3 separate regions of the Sus scrofa genome follow, and all the other regions are linked to region 3. Evidence: chromatin contacts called from public HiChIP or PLAC-seq data. All regions are on one chromosome and are shown on one strand. Each heading gives the region's core, a stretch centred on a gene start, on an enhancer-like site or on the middle of the called end of the contact. The rest is flanking DNA. Distances are from core to core; before and after follow the strand shown. Region 1 overlaps PPARG (peroxisome proliferator activated receptor gamma). Region 2 overlaps PPARG (peroxisome proliferator activated receptor gamma). Region 3 overlaps SYN2 (synapsin-2).

What was found. HiChIP or PLAC-seq counts read pairs in DNA pulled down with a chosen protein or histone mark.
Region 1: a contact with region 3 is called in an H3K27ac HiChIP or PLAC-seq map of alveolar macrophages. The contact joins two enhancer-like sites. A contact is called at or near these places in 1 of 47 Hi-C or Micro-C datasets (embryonic fibroblasts) and 2 of 2 datasets of contacts at active chromatin or transcription factors (alveolar macrophages and skeletal muscle).
Region 2: a contact with region 3 is called in an H3K27ac HiChIP or PLAC-seq map of alveolar macrophages. The contact joins two enhancer-like sites. A contact is called at or near these places in 1 of 47 Hi-C or Micro-C datasets (embryonic fibroblasts) and 2 of 2 datasets of contacts at active chromatin or transcription factors (alveolar macrophages and skeletal muscle).

Annotation. Positions count from the first base shown.
Region 1 is chr13:68,420,928-68,425,397 of Sscrofa11.1, reverse strand. The region is part of intron 6 of PPARG (peroxisome proliferator activated receptor gamma); the gene reads right to left. Among named protein-coding and RNA genes, the nearest start is that of TSEN2, 58 kb to the left of the region's middle. Within about 2 kb of position 1,852, at least 10 of the 83 cell types and tissues checked have an H3K27ac peak or open chromatin away from gene starts, as enhancers often do. A contact at or near this core is called in alveolar macrophages, where this site is marked.
Region 2 is chr13:68,404,546-68,409,006 of Sscrofa11.1, reverse strand. PPARG (peroxisome proliferator activated receptor gamma) reads right to left here. Exons shown (of 7, transcript NM_214379.1): 5 at 1,922-2,121. Among named protein-coding and RNA genes, the nearest start is that of PPARG, 43 kb to the right of the region's middle. Within about 2 kb of position 2,021, at least 14 of the 83 cell types and tissues checked have an H3K27ac peak or open chromatin away from gene starts, as enhancers often do. A contact at or near this core is called in alveolar macrophages, where this site is marked.
Region 3 is chr13:68,215,397-68,219,433 of Sscrofa11.1, reverse strand. It overlaps SYN2 (synapsin-2), which reads right to left. Exons shown (of 14, transcript XM_021069343.1): 13 at 1,591-1,819. Among named protein-coding and RNA genes, the nearest start is that of TIMP4, 26 kb to the right of the region's middle. Within about 2 kb of position 1,598, at least 17 of the 83 cell types and tissues checked have an H3K27ac peak or open chromatin away from gene starts, as enhancers often do. A contact at or near this core is called in alveolar macrophages, where this site is marked.

The DNA.
Region 1 (4,470 bases), core at 603-3,102, 210 kb before region 3:
GGTGCCCTAGTTCTGGTCATTCGAAGTCACCCAGGTGAAGCTTTGCCCCCTTCTATGCCTAGGCCAGGGGAGTGGTGGGCTCCCCTCAAGCCGAGGCATGCTGATCCATTTCTGTTTCGTTTTTTCCTTTTTTTCTTTTTAGTGCTGCACTTGAGGCATATGGAGGCTCCCAGGCTGGGGGTTAAATCGGAGCTGTAGCCACTGGCCCACACTACAGCCATAGCAACACCAGATCCTTAAGCCACTGAGCGAGGCCAGGGATCAAACTCATAACCTCACGGTTCCTAGGCGGATTCGTTTCCGCTGTACCACAGTGGGAACTCCAATGCTGATCCGTTTCTGCTCCTTCTGTGTCCACACCAGTTCTGATCAGGACTGGGAGTGGGGGTGGGCAGGAGGCAGAGGAACCAGGCTAGAGTGGAAATCTGGAGGAGAAAGATTTCTTCTTTCCCATCAAGCCTCACACATATGTGCTCCAAAGCCAATGCCTCTTGTTTCCTCAACCTCTAGAAACGCCAACAATAAACCACAGGAAGCCAACAGGGAACCCAAAATGACAGGTGGCCACGGATTTGGATTTGGTTCCTGCAACTCTCCCCTTCCCAATGCCTTTCTCTAAGTATGACCCCTCAATACACATGTCCCCCCAAATGTTATAGAACGCTGGAGTGGGAAAACCCCTCAAGGTCCCCCCAGTTCTGGTCTCCAGTTCTCCCCTCTCTCCTCCTCTGGTATCGTGTTGCTCTCCCTGGGGGTTTTGTTCCCAATCCACAACTAATCTCCTTAAAGTGAGAACTGATAAAGGGATTAGCTGTTATCACCCCAGGGGTATTTATATGGTACTGAGAGATTTTTAAGAATGACCATTTGGTGAAATTTTAAGCAATCTGACCAGCAAGACTGTGTGGGGCTACTTCAAGTTCTATCTACAGGAGAAAAGGGAAAATTAGCATTGATTGTGTGCTTAACTTGTCCCAGGCCTTGTGCCAGAGGCTTCACGTCATGTTATTTCATTTACTTAGGGCACTGATAAGGCAATTAAAGCTCAGGGAGGGAAATAATTGCCAGAGATCACAGTCTAGTAAGTGGAGGGATGGGGGTTTGGGGACAGGTCGCTGGGTCCACGGGCGCACCCTGCCGCTCCCGGTCCCCTGATGGGGGAGCCCGGGAAGGGAAGGCGCCCTCCCTGGCAGTAGCCCACCCGCCACTGCCTCCACCTGGGCTGGCCTTTGGGTTTCACTCTTCCTCACTCGCAGAGGATCTGTCTGAACATTGGGTGGGTCGTGCCCGTCTGGAAGGCGTCCTGGGGTCACCCAGAGTTTAAACACACATTGTGAGAACCCAAAATGATAAAGTGCTCCCCAAAGTGGCCCGCCAACCGGCTGACTGAACCTCTTCCAAGACAGGCGGTGGGGGCACAGGAATGACTCAGCAGTTTGGCTTTCAATCCTGCACCTCTGAGGTCAAAGAGGGCAGCCTGCACACTCCATAGATGGTCCCAGGCTTCGGGGCCCCCGGGGGAGGGGGAGTTTATCTCTGAGGCAGTCACAGAGAAAGATGCTTTTATGTTCTGCAAGTGACAAAAGCCTCTGTGTGTTCGCGTGTGTATCTATTTTAAGTTTCTTAGATGATTCTAGTGTGTTTCTCTTCCCCCTACCCACCCCCACCCCCAGCTCTCTGGTTTTTAGAATTTGGGTCCCAGTTGAGAACTCATAAATATACCTGCTTCTGTCTAAACCAAGCCCACAAGGTTATGAGAAGAGTGCACGAATGGGACATTTCTAGATAACCCACAATGAGTCATGACTCAAAGCTATCCCTGGCATCTGACAGGGGCTGTCTGCCAGTCACAAAGTGGCAGCAAAGACGGAAGGGCACAACAGTAGGAAAAGAACATCAGCACTATGTGGACACAGTATAGGTGCCCCTTAAATATTTTTCAATGAATAAATGAAGGCAATTATCCTCTGACACAATTATGGCCCAGATGAGGGATCTGAACCCCGTGATCAACACCCCTTGGCTGTCCCCAGGCTCCGTCACATGAGGAATCAGATGTCTGTGTTTATTCTCAATATCATGAGAACCATCAGGAAAACAACTTCTACCACTTAGGTACCAGCCTAAGTCTTGTCCGAAAAAGCTGCCCCGACAAGGTAGCAGAGTGCTGAATGAGACAGGAACGTGGAAGAAAGTTGGCCTGTTGTTTCTCATAGTATTTTTAATACCTAGGTTTGAAACTATTTCTGGTTTTGTTTCCTCCCAGTTAACTAGTAAAGATGGTGCCAACAGACAAGGAAGAAGGGGAGCGGCCCCTGGGCTGTGGGGAACGGGAGGCCCCTGAGCTGGGGCTTCCTTGAGAAAAGCACAGGCCCCTCTGCTCTCGCCTTCTGCCTTTTGTTTCACGGGAGAGAGAGCTGTGCTGTCCACTCTACCTTGTAGGAAGCAGCAAAATGGGAGGATTGCCCATGAGCTGGCAACACTCTCAAGATTTGGAGGGGAATTAGGGATGGGGAGGAGAGACAGACACTCAAGCGCCGTGCCTGCAGGTCCTCAGTGCTCTGTGAGCTGGACATTGAGACGTTCGTGTACAATGTACAGAAGGAGCGATGTTGGGATTGTCTCTGCCGGCAATTACTGGAGGATATATTAACAATTTAAAATTTCTCTCATACATTTTCTTGCGACCACTTATCTCTATTAGAACCTGCTATAAGATGGTATCTGATTAAGCTGGGACCTATCTACTTAGATTTATCATCAATTATCGTCAATTTTTGGGGGGAGCTCTGCGAACAGGGCAGTGGCTACCTGAACAAAGTTAAGAACACAGCCCTAGTCTCGGTGTTAACACTGGGCTCTATCCTTCTCAGAGCAGTTTTCAAACCTGGGGTGTAATTCTGTTAGGTAGTCAGGTAAAGGCTTTGGACAGTAGCAAGTGATAGCAGGATTATAACTGGACATTCTTGATTAAAATATTTGGAGGCTATATGGAAATAGGTAGTTTCTGATAACTGCCAAGAACTCCAAGACCAAGTAAGAAACTAGAGTGCTTCCACAGCTCCATACACACAAGGCAGTAGCAGTTATAAGGGCATCAGTTTCAAGGTCAGAGTTTGGGTCTGACCTTGGCCTGATTAGCAACTCTGTGACCTTGCAAACATTAATCTCTCTACACTTGTTTTCTCCATCTGTAAAACAGGGATCATGAGAGATTTTCTAGAGCTGAAGGAAAAATCAAAGATTCTGATTATACGGAATCGTATATTCTGGCTCCCAGTGAAGTATTCAATAAATGGCAGCTGCTATTATTATTATTATTATTATTATTATTGATTGCTATTCATTCAAAAAGCATTTATTAAGTACTCATTCTGGGCCAGGTGCTAGGCTTTGATTCTGTTCTAATTCCAACAAATTAAAAAGTATATACCCATACATGTATACCGTCACAATCAAGGGTCAGAAAGAGAGCTCGGGGTCACTGACCTGAGAGGTCTAAAGGTTATCCAGCTGTCAAAGAAGATCAACTCTTCCTTGATCTGCAAATGTATAGCTATGAACAATTCCCCCTCTTGGGCCCTATTCTCCTGCCCACTTGACGGCAAAAAAGCACACGCTCGCTCCAAGAGCAGCCGTCCAAAACTGCCTCACAGAGCAAGAACAAGCTGGGATTGCTGGAAACAAGAGGAGCTGCTCTCTAGGTGGTTCTCATAACCACGCCAGACCCAAGAGGGTAAATGAGGAGGCTGGGTGACTTGCCATCTGTGGCTGCTGCACCAATATTTACAGCTTCTCTGTCATTAGGATGGCGATGACAATCTGCCTCGAGAAATATATTGTAAAACCCTGTGAATTTCCTCCCCCATATCTTGGAAGTTTGGGAAGAACTGTAATGGATTCCAAACTGTTTTGAATTAACAAAAAGAGCTTTTTCCTGCTGCAGAGTTCCAGCTGGAACTCTCTTTGGCTTTTCTCCACCAAAAAAGCAAACGCCCAAGGGGGCAAAGTGTCCAGTGGAGCGTCCTGGGGCTTGTCAGCTTTACTGAGCTTTCCACTTGGCCTTAGTTGCTGGTAGGGCTGGGGAGTTTGCTGGTGTGGCTGGCATGATGCTGTGGCGCCAGTTGCAAAGATGCCCTTGCTGGAGGCAGTTTTATTACTCTTGACGCCAGCCATCCAGGCGGTGAGACTAGAGGGGCAAGGGGAGTGCTTCCCTTATCATGGCTGCTGAGGACGCAGCACTGCTGGACTCTGGGCCCAGACTATAGGGAGCAGTGAAGGGAGTTCAGGTTTTGGCCACCACACAATGAGGGAGCTGACCACATCCGCTTGCCAGGTGGCAGGGGGCCAGGCTTACGGCAAATGGGTCACTGGGAGGTGACAGTTAGGACACCCCTACTTCCACTCTTCACCTGGTGTCAGATCTTAGATCACTTAAGCCTATGACCCTCTCTTCTCTTTCTATGGAAT
Region 2 (4,461 bases), core at 772-3,271, 190 kb before region 3:
AAGCAGAACAAGGTGGAAGATTCCCACAGTTCTAAATACTGAGAAAAAGAAACTGTAACTCAGAAGGTTTTCCGAGGTGAAACATCCCCAGTGTCCCTGTCAACCTGGCCACTGCCCGTCCATACGAAGGACCCGCTTCTATGAGAAAAGCATATGCAGAACGCACTGCAGTGGGGTCACGGGGCCTCCTTCTTGGGCCGCTCCCCCCACGAGCTGAGTGTGCAACCTCAGGGCAAAATGTTTAACTTCTCTGGACTCATCTTTAAAGAGGATAATCACAGCAGCTGTAAGGTGGTCATGGGTCTTGAACATAATAACTATGCAAAATTTTTAAAACCTGTAAACAACTGGATACAGGCATAATATTGTTAAGGCATCGTGATCTTGCCTGCAGTCAGAAAACCCACTGCCCTTCTTGTATTTGGCTTTTTATGCAAAAGTATCTCACAGGAGTTTTCTATTAGCTGATTCTACTCTTATGGTTTAGCTAAGAGGAAAAGGGAAAAAAGAAAAAACATCTTGAGGCAGTCACCAAAATATATTAACGCATGATAAATTTTTCCCCAAAGTATAAATGAGTGGGGGGAAAGTTACACATTTCTGCCCAGTAATTTCACACCTTTCCTGCAGGTATTTGTTTGAAAATAAACAACATGAACAGGATTTCAAGGGTTGAGAAGTGTCTTCTGAATGTATTCTATGGCTCTTACCACCCTAGGAACCTGCTACAGACATCATACCCAAAGCCAGACCCTACCTGTGAAAACCGAGGTACATGGATGTGACCCAGCTCACAGTCGCAATGCAAGGTGATGGCAGCACTGGGACCAGATTCAGGTATAGCTGTGTTTTGTTTTAATATAACTCCCGACTTGCTTTCTCAGCTTCCAATCAGGGAATATTTCTGCTTCTTGGAAAACCTGACTCTAACCATCATAACCCGTTCTGAGTTTTCTCAACAGTAGTCATCAATAAGCCTGCAGGTGTCTGAGAATCCACTGAGGTAGCCTGGGCTGCTGGGAGCCTCCCAGAAGATAAAATTCATGCACAGCAGAAGGACAGAGCTATTGAGAGAGCACTACAGAAAAGAAAGGAGATGTAATATCTGAAGCCTATTTTTGTGCCCCATGGAGAACCTCCTAAGAAAGGACTCAAGTCATTCTCCTGAATGATACAATAATGGAACTGAATATCTCTTCCAAACCGAGGTCAGGCCCTTCCAGAGAAAAGCAAGGCTGCTTGAAGGGATACAGTTGTGGCCAGTTATTCTGATGCCAAGAAAAGACAGGGATCCTGAAAGGGTGTGGTGGGATGAGAGGTCAGAGTTCATTTGTTAAAGTTAAAATGACTTGTGCAGCATTTTTTTTCTTTTTTCTTTTTTAACAGCCTCACCCGAGGCATATGGAAGTTCCTAGGCTAAGAGTCCAATGGGAGCTGCAGCTGCTGGCCTATATCACACAGCCACAGCAATGCCAGATCTGAGCCGCATCTGTGACCTACACCACAGCTCACAGCAACACCAGATACTTAACCCACTCATTGAGGCCAGGGATCAAACCCACATCCTCACGGAGACTACATCAGGTTCTTAACTCACTGAGCCACAACAGGAACTCCTAGGCAGCATTTTTATACTGTTCTTAAACATTTTATTAGGAGAACTTGAAGGAGTTTTTCCCTATTCAGAATGATGTTTACTTACCCTGTCTGAAAATACTTCTCTTTCTGTGTTTCAGACTCTGCCTGCGGTAGGTACCGGCCAATAGTCGAACAGTACTGTGTGTGTGTGTGTTTGTACACGTGTGATCATGTGTGCGTGCATGTGTGCGTGCGTGTGATGTGGTAAAACCATTTACTCAAGGGGAGAAACAACAACAACAACCCCAGCCACCCCAAATGAAGACAGGAGAAGAGAACTAACTGATTTGTCTGTGGTCTTTCCTGTCAAGATCGCCCTCGCCTTTGCTTTGGTCAGCGGGAAGGACTTTATGTATGAGTCATACAAGTGCTTTGCCAGGGCGCGGAGGTCAGCAGACTCTGGGTTCAGCTGGTCGATATCACTGGAGATCTCTGCCAACAGCTTCTCCTTCTCAGCCTGTGGCATCCGCCCAAACCTGATGGCTGCAGAGGAAGAGAAAGGGCAGGACGAATTAGCACGTACTGCTGCTCCTAAAGTGCACGGTTCTCTCCCCAGCCCCTGTGCTTCTGTAAAAGCCTCTCCTTCTCTCCACCAACATCAAGTTCTGGTTTCTATTTACAACTCTGCTCGTGTTTTTCTTTCACAGCAATAGCTCGAGGTATTGGTAAAAATTAAACCCTTCACTTTTGAAAGAAAGTAATGCATGATATTGCTGGGAAGGTAAAAGAATTCGAAAGTTCGGCAAAACAAGGAAAAGTATATTTACTTACAAATGAAATAATTGAGAGCCAGCTCCTACTGATCCCTCAAGACCCCACCCAAATGTCACCTCCTTTGTGAGGCTTCCTCTGATTTTTTCGCACAGAGTTTAATACTCCTTCTCCTATAATCCCCCAGCCCTCCATGTATTCTTCACACTGTACTGTATTTCATATGTCTATTTAGCCCACTCCACAATAACACCCTGAAAACTAGGGGCAGTGTCTTTATTTATCTTTGTATCCCCGGCACTTGACATGAGGTCTGGCCCTAAGAGGAGCAACATGTTTCATGAATGAAGGAAAGGAATTGTGCAGAATTCGAAGTTGTAGAGATGTAAGCTTTGTTCTCAGGGAGTCAGTGCAATCTGTTTCGTCCCTGTTACAGGGAAATATAGACAGTGCTTTCCTTCATGTGATGAAGCCAGAAAGTCCTTTTACGTTTAGTGGAGAGAAGCCATAGTGATCCCCCGGAGTTTTTCCAGGATCACCGCTTAATGATGTTTGTCAAAAAGACAATTTCCTTAATATTTGGCTGCCTTCGGGGTGAGGAAGTGTGAAAGAAGAAAATGAATGAAAGAAAGGTAGAGAGGAAGGAACATTTATAAGAAAGGTTCGTGAGGCCCAGGTTGGAGAAAAAACTATCTGCTTGTAACTCTTACTCAAATATGTTTTTCTACCTCTTTACCAATGCTATCAGAACAGCATTATAATTATTTTTTTTTACCAGTTATCACACCTCTTCCCAAGTGCTTACACACTATTTAACAGTTAAATTAAAAAAATGGGAATATGACTGACCTATTATATTAGTTTTAAATATATAGCAATGATTCCATATTTGCGCATATTGTGAAATGATCACCCCAATAAATCTAGTTAACATCTACATCACACATAGTTACAGTAACTTTTTTCCTGTGATGAGAACTTTTTTGAGAGCTACTCTCTTAGCAACTTTCAAATACGTAACAGCATTATTAATTGCAGTCACCATGCTGTACATTACATCCTGAAACTTATTTATTTTATAGCTGGAAGTTTGTACCTTTTGACCCCTTCACCCATTTCACCATGCCCCTTCCCTCCAGTTTCCCCTCCTCCAACCCATGCCTCTGGCAACCACTATCTGTTCTCTCTATCTATGAATTCAGAACTTTTTTTTTGTCTTTTTAGGTCCACACCCGCTGCATATGGAGGTTCCCAGGCTAGGGGTTGAATTGGAGCTTTAGCTGCTGGCCTACGCCACAGCCACAGCAATGCCAGAGCTGAGCCGCATCTACAACCTACACTGCAACTCATGGCAATGCCAGATCCTCAACCCACTGAGCAAGGCCAGGGATCGAACCCATAACCTCATGGTTCCTAGTCGGATTCGTTTCTGCTGCGCCACGACAGGAACTCCATGGAAGGTTTTTTGTTTTGTTTTTTTTTAAAGATTCCACATGTATAAAAGTTCCCGTGGTGGCTCAGCAGACACAAATCTGACTAGTACTCATGAGGATGCGGGTTCGATCCCTGGCCTTGCTCAGTGGGTTGGGAATCTGGTGTTGCAGTGAGCTGTGGTGTAGGTCACAGACACAGCCAATCCCAGGTTGGCCCACAGCTGTAGCTTGGATTCAACACCTAGTCTGGGAGTGTTCATATGCTACAGGTGTGGCCGTAAAAAAAAATAATAGGGAGTTCCTGTCAGGGCTCAGTGGTTAACTGAGGGTTTGATCCCTGGCCTCGCTCAGTGGGTTAAGGATCCAGCATTGCCATGAGCTATGGTGTGGGTCACAGATGTGGCTAGGATCCTGCGTTGCTGTGGCTCTGGCGTAGGCCGGCGGCTACAGCTCTGATTAGACCCCTAACCTTAGAACCTCCACATGCCGCAAGATCAGCCCAAGAAAGGCAAAAAAAAAAAAAAAAAAAAAAAAAAAAAAAAAAAAAGACAAAATAAATAAATAAATAAATAAATACAAGAAGAAAAAAGATTCCACATGTAAGTGACATCATATGGTATTTATCTTTCATTTATCCTACTTAGCCCTCAAGGTCCATTCATGTTGTCACAAACAGCAG
Region 3 (4,037 bases), core at 349-2,848:
TTCCTCGTCTCTCTCCTGCTGGTCTCTGGCTCCAGCACTCCTCTCCCAGTGCCTCGGCGCTCTCAGCCCTCCCCTGCACTTGGGCACAGCCCCGGAAACTCCCTTCTACAGGAACCTGAGCTCGGCTCTCCTCCTGCAGTGACTGAACAGGTGCCCTGCCTTTCACTTGGCCTGGGATGAGCCTCGACATGCTGGCCCCTGGGAGCAGGGACTCATCTGCATGCACAGGCCGAGGGCACCAGGTATAAGCCTCCCACTTGTCGTCAGAGTCTGGCTCTACTCAACAGCTTCAGACCAGAGGCAGTGACAACCCAGAGATCTGCCCTCAGACTGGGGCCAGAGCTGGCTCAAGAGAAGGTAGGAGAGATGAAAAGTCATCATGCCTACAAGGACTGGGTGAGGTGAGGAGGGAGGCGAGGTGTGAAGCACGGCCCTGGCCAGGGCTGGGGAACAGGACTAGGGGATGGCCATCCCATCACGTAGGACTGGAAGACCCAGAGAAAGTAGTCATCTGGACTACCTGAGCCCTCCTCCTGGCTCTGCCACTAACCAGCAAAAGGACTTTAAAAGAGAGAATCAGACCTTTTTGAGCAGTGTTTTCTCATCTGTGCAGAGACTAGACGATCTGAGTGGCTCCCTTGAGCTCCAACGCCCCCTGTTCTCCCTCCCTGAAGAGTCTTATCTTTTTACTCTGAGATGCACTGGTGGGTGGCTTCCATTCCCCCGAGGCTGCGGCTGTCTGTGCTGACACTGATGACTGGGATCTGTGTCTGGGGACATCTCTGGTTCTGGGGGAGAGGGTGGAGCTGAGCACCTAGGGACTGCCCCTCCCAAGTGCAGCTATACTATTTTCTGGGGGCCCTCAGTTCTTTCCAGTTCCAGTTCCTTCCTCTGAAGCAGGATAGTGCAATGGGGTTTCTAGGGTTACTGCTGGAATGAGGGAGCCCCAAAGGATGGAGTTCCTCGGGGTCTCTATCTGGGCCTCTCCTCTGATGACCAACTGGGAACCAACCTCTTTCTGACAAAGCTGAAGGTAAAAAGTTGAAATGGATTTAACTACTTCCCCCTTTTCCTTTTGGGCAGCCTTGGTGATTGGCACACCCTAAACTGTGAGTCAGAGGCAGGAAAGAGAATTAAAAAAAAAAATTTTTTTTTTTTTTTTTTTTTTCAGAAAGAGAGAGACACATACATACATACATACATACATAGAGAAAAGGAATGGAAAAAACAGTGGGAGATAGGGTTTTTTAAAAAAAAACCCTCAAAACCCTAAGCTAGTATAAGAATGGGGGAGGGGGTAGTAACTGCCTCACTCCACTCCCCAGGAAGAAAGGGGGGGGTTTGAGCTTCTAGCCAGACCTCAGACTTTCACTTCCCTCTTTCCTACCCTCCCTAATCAAGCCGACCCTGCCCCCAACCAAAAAAAAAAAAAAAAAAAAAACACCAAAACACAAAACCCCCCAAAAACCCCCCAAAAATATCTGTAGGAGGAGGTCTGATTGAAGGTGCTTTCTAGCAGCTCTGGAGCCCAAGGCCTGAGAGGAGGGGCAGGAAGAGGGGAGGGGAAGGTGCTGCTGAGTTGTCTCTTACTTGAGCTGTGGGTGAGGCTGGGGCTTCTGTGGCTGGGCCTCTGCCAGGGAGCTGCTGCTGGAGGGTGCATCTCCGTGGGTGGTGGGGCCGCCCGGCCGCTGAGGAGCCGAGAAGGAGGAAGAAGAGGAGGAGGAAGAAGAGGAAGGTGGCAGTGATGGTCCAGGGGGGAGCCGGCGTGGAGGCAGCACCTTGCCTGGGGGTTGCACTCCTTGGGGTTGCCCAGGGCCCCCTAGGTTCAGTACAAGAAAAACTTCATAATTTAACCATATCAAAGGGTTTCCTAACTAGAACCTATGTCTCAAAGGGTGTGGTTACTTAATTAATCAAAGGATAAGCTCTATTACAAGAAGCTACCCGAGACTCTGACTGGCTCCAGCGCAAGTCCCAAGTTCCGGGTTACCCTCAGACATCGCCACTACGTGCCCCTCCTCAGACCCACAGCACCTCAGTCACAGCAGAAGTCAGGAGGACAGGAAGGAAACCACAGGGTGAGTGACCCCCTTCATAGGTGAGCTCTCCACAGAAGGCCCCCAGACCACAGGGACCCACCCCTCTTCCCCAGAGGCTCCCACACTAGGCTTCTAAGAACTAGGAGGTCTCAAGTTCTACACATCAGACAAAGTGCAGGTGGTGGGAAGAGCCCTGGATTGGCCTGAACTGGGGAGTCAGAAAACCCGAGACAGAGTCTATCAGTGACTCCTTGAGCAAGTCAGCAGACTTCTCTGGACCTTGGTGTTTCCAGCCATGGAACTGTCAAAAATTAACACCTCGTCTTAGTTATCTTTCAAGGTAGCAATGTTTCAAAGATGCAAATGGACCAAAAAAGTTCTTCAGTTAGTATTCTGTGCCTTACAATCATTGATGACCACTGACTTCCACAGTCTTTGTGGAGTTGGCCTTAGTCCGTCCCGCTCCACGCCTATGTGTCTGATTGCCAAGCCCCGCCGAAAGTCTTCCTTTTAGCATGAACTCATGCCCACAACTAGGACCTTTTGTGTGCAGGCACTCTTTTGCCTCTTAGCACCATCCTCTGCGACTCCAGTCCTTCCCAGGCGTGTGTGGTGAGATTCTCCCATCTTCCCCTGGAGATGCTGTGGGCACCATTTGGCAAAGAAGAGGCCCTCCAAATGACCAGGATCCCCCCACTCCCCACCTTCCAGCATGAGGCAGAAAACCATCTGGTGACCTGGAGAGAAAAAAAGGCCATCCCTTCCTTGGGGGCTGATGGGCAGTAAGGGTGGTACCAGATTGCTCAGATTTTGCTGACAGAGGTTCCTACACTCAGAGGTCAAAAGATGCCGTCATCAGCACATACTGACTAATGGACCTGATGCACAATTGGCCTGGAAGATCTCACTTCTCAGTCTCAATCCCAGAGTCCACATTCATGGGCCTTACAGAAACGCAGCAACAGCTAAGAGTTATATTGTAACTTAGTTTTCTAGAAACACCAGGATGCCTAAAACCTCCGGAGAGGCAGAACGGTATGTCTATACCATTGCATATCCATGACTGTAAGCCAGTTTCCCCTCTACATGGTGTGGGCTCCACTTTATCGTTAATGACCAATTAACACCAAGGTTAGTTACATACAAATAAGTAAATAAATAAATGGATTTTTGCAGGTTGAAGAAATTCTAAGTTCAAATCAGATAACTAGTGAGGATGATAGATTTAGCAGATTATTTCAGGTTAACCAGTTTGTGCCTCTTCCAAAGTTTGGCATCGTTGTATCAGCGTTTTCTTGTACTGCAGGCTGACAGCTCAGCCTCTTACACCAGAAACCTGAGTGCTTTTCCCACCTGTACAGAGATGCTTGAATAGCCAGAAACTTTACAACTTAACACTGAAGACAGATATAACTTTTCCTTTATTGCACATTAAGCTGTACAAGAGTCACAAAAGAGAGGTGCTTCAATCACTTCCAGAATTGGCTGGGGTTCTCCCAGCTGGATCGGTACAAAAAAAGGGGACAACATCAGAAAAGAAATGGGTACAAAACACCTGAACGGCAATCCTACACTGTGACACGGATGCCCCAGGCCTCAGAGTTGTCTTTAGCATGCTGCCTGAGGGCACATGACAGTCAGGGTACACTGGCTGCTCGAGCTTGGCAGTGCGAGGGAGCCCTAAGCTGATTCTCCCCCACCTGACAGAGCATGGCCGACACCACCCTGGAGCCTGACTGAATCAAATGGCAACTTTGTATTTGTGGCTCACAAATGTCACATGAAAAGCACCTGAATGTTCACACTGATAACATGCAGAGAAGCAACACCACCATCAGCTCACCACTTGGACAAAAATAAATTAAAAAAATAAAATGTATTCCTCCATTCTGCAAAATGTTACTCTATTCCTTTCTATCATTTCATCAGACTGGGAGGTATTTAAGGACCTGATTCTTATGCAACCCACCTGGAAGTGTGTAACTGCATATGTATGTA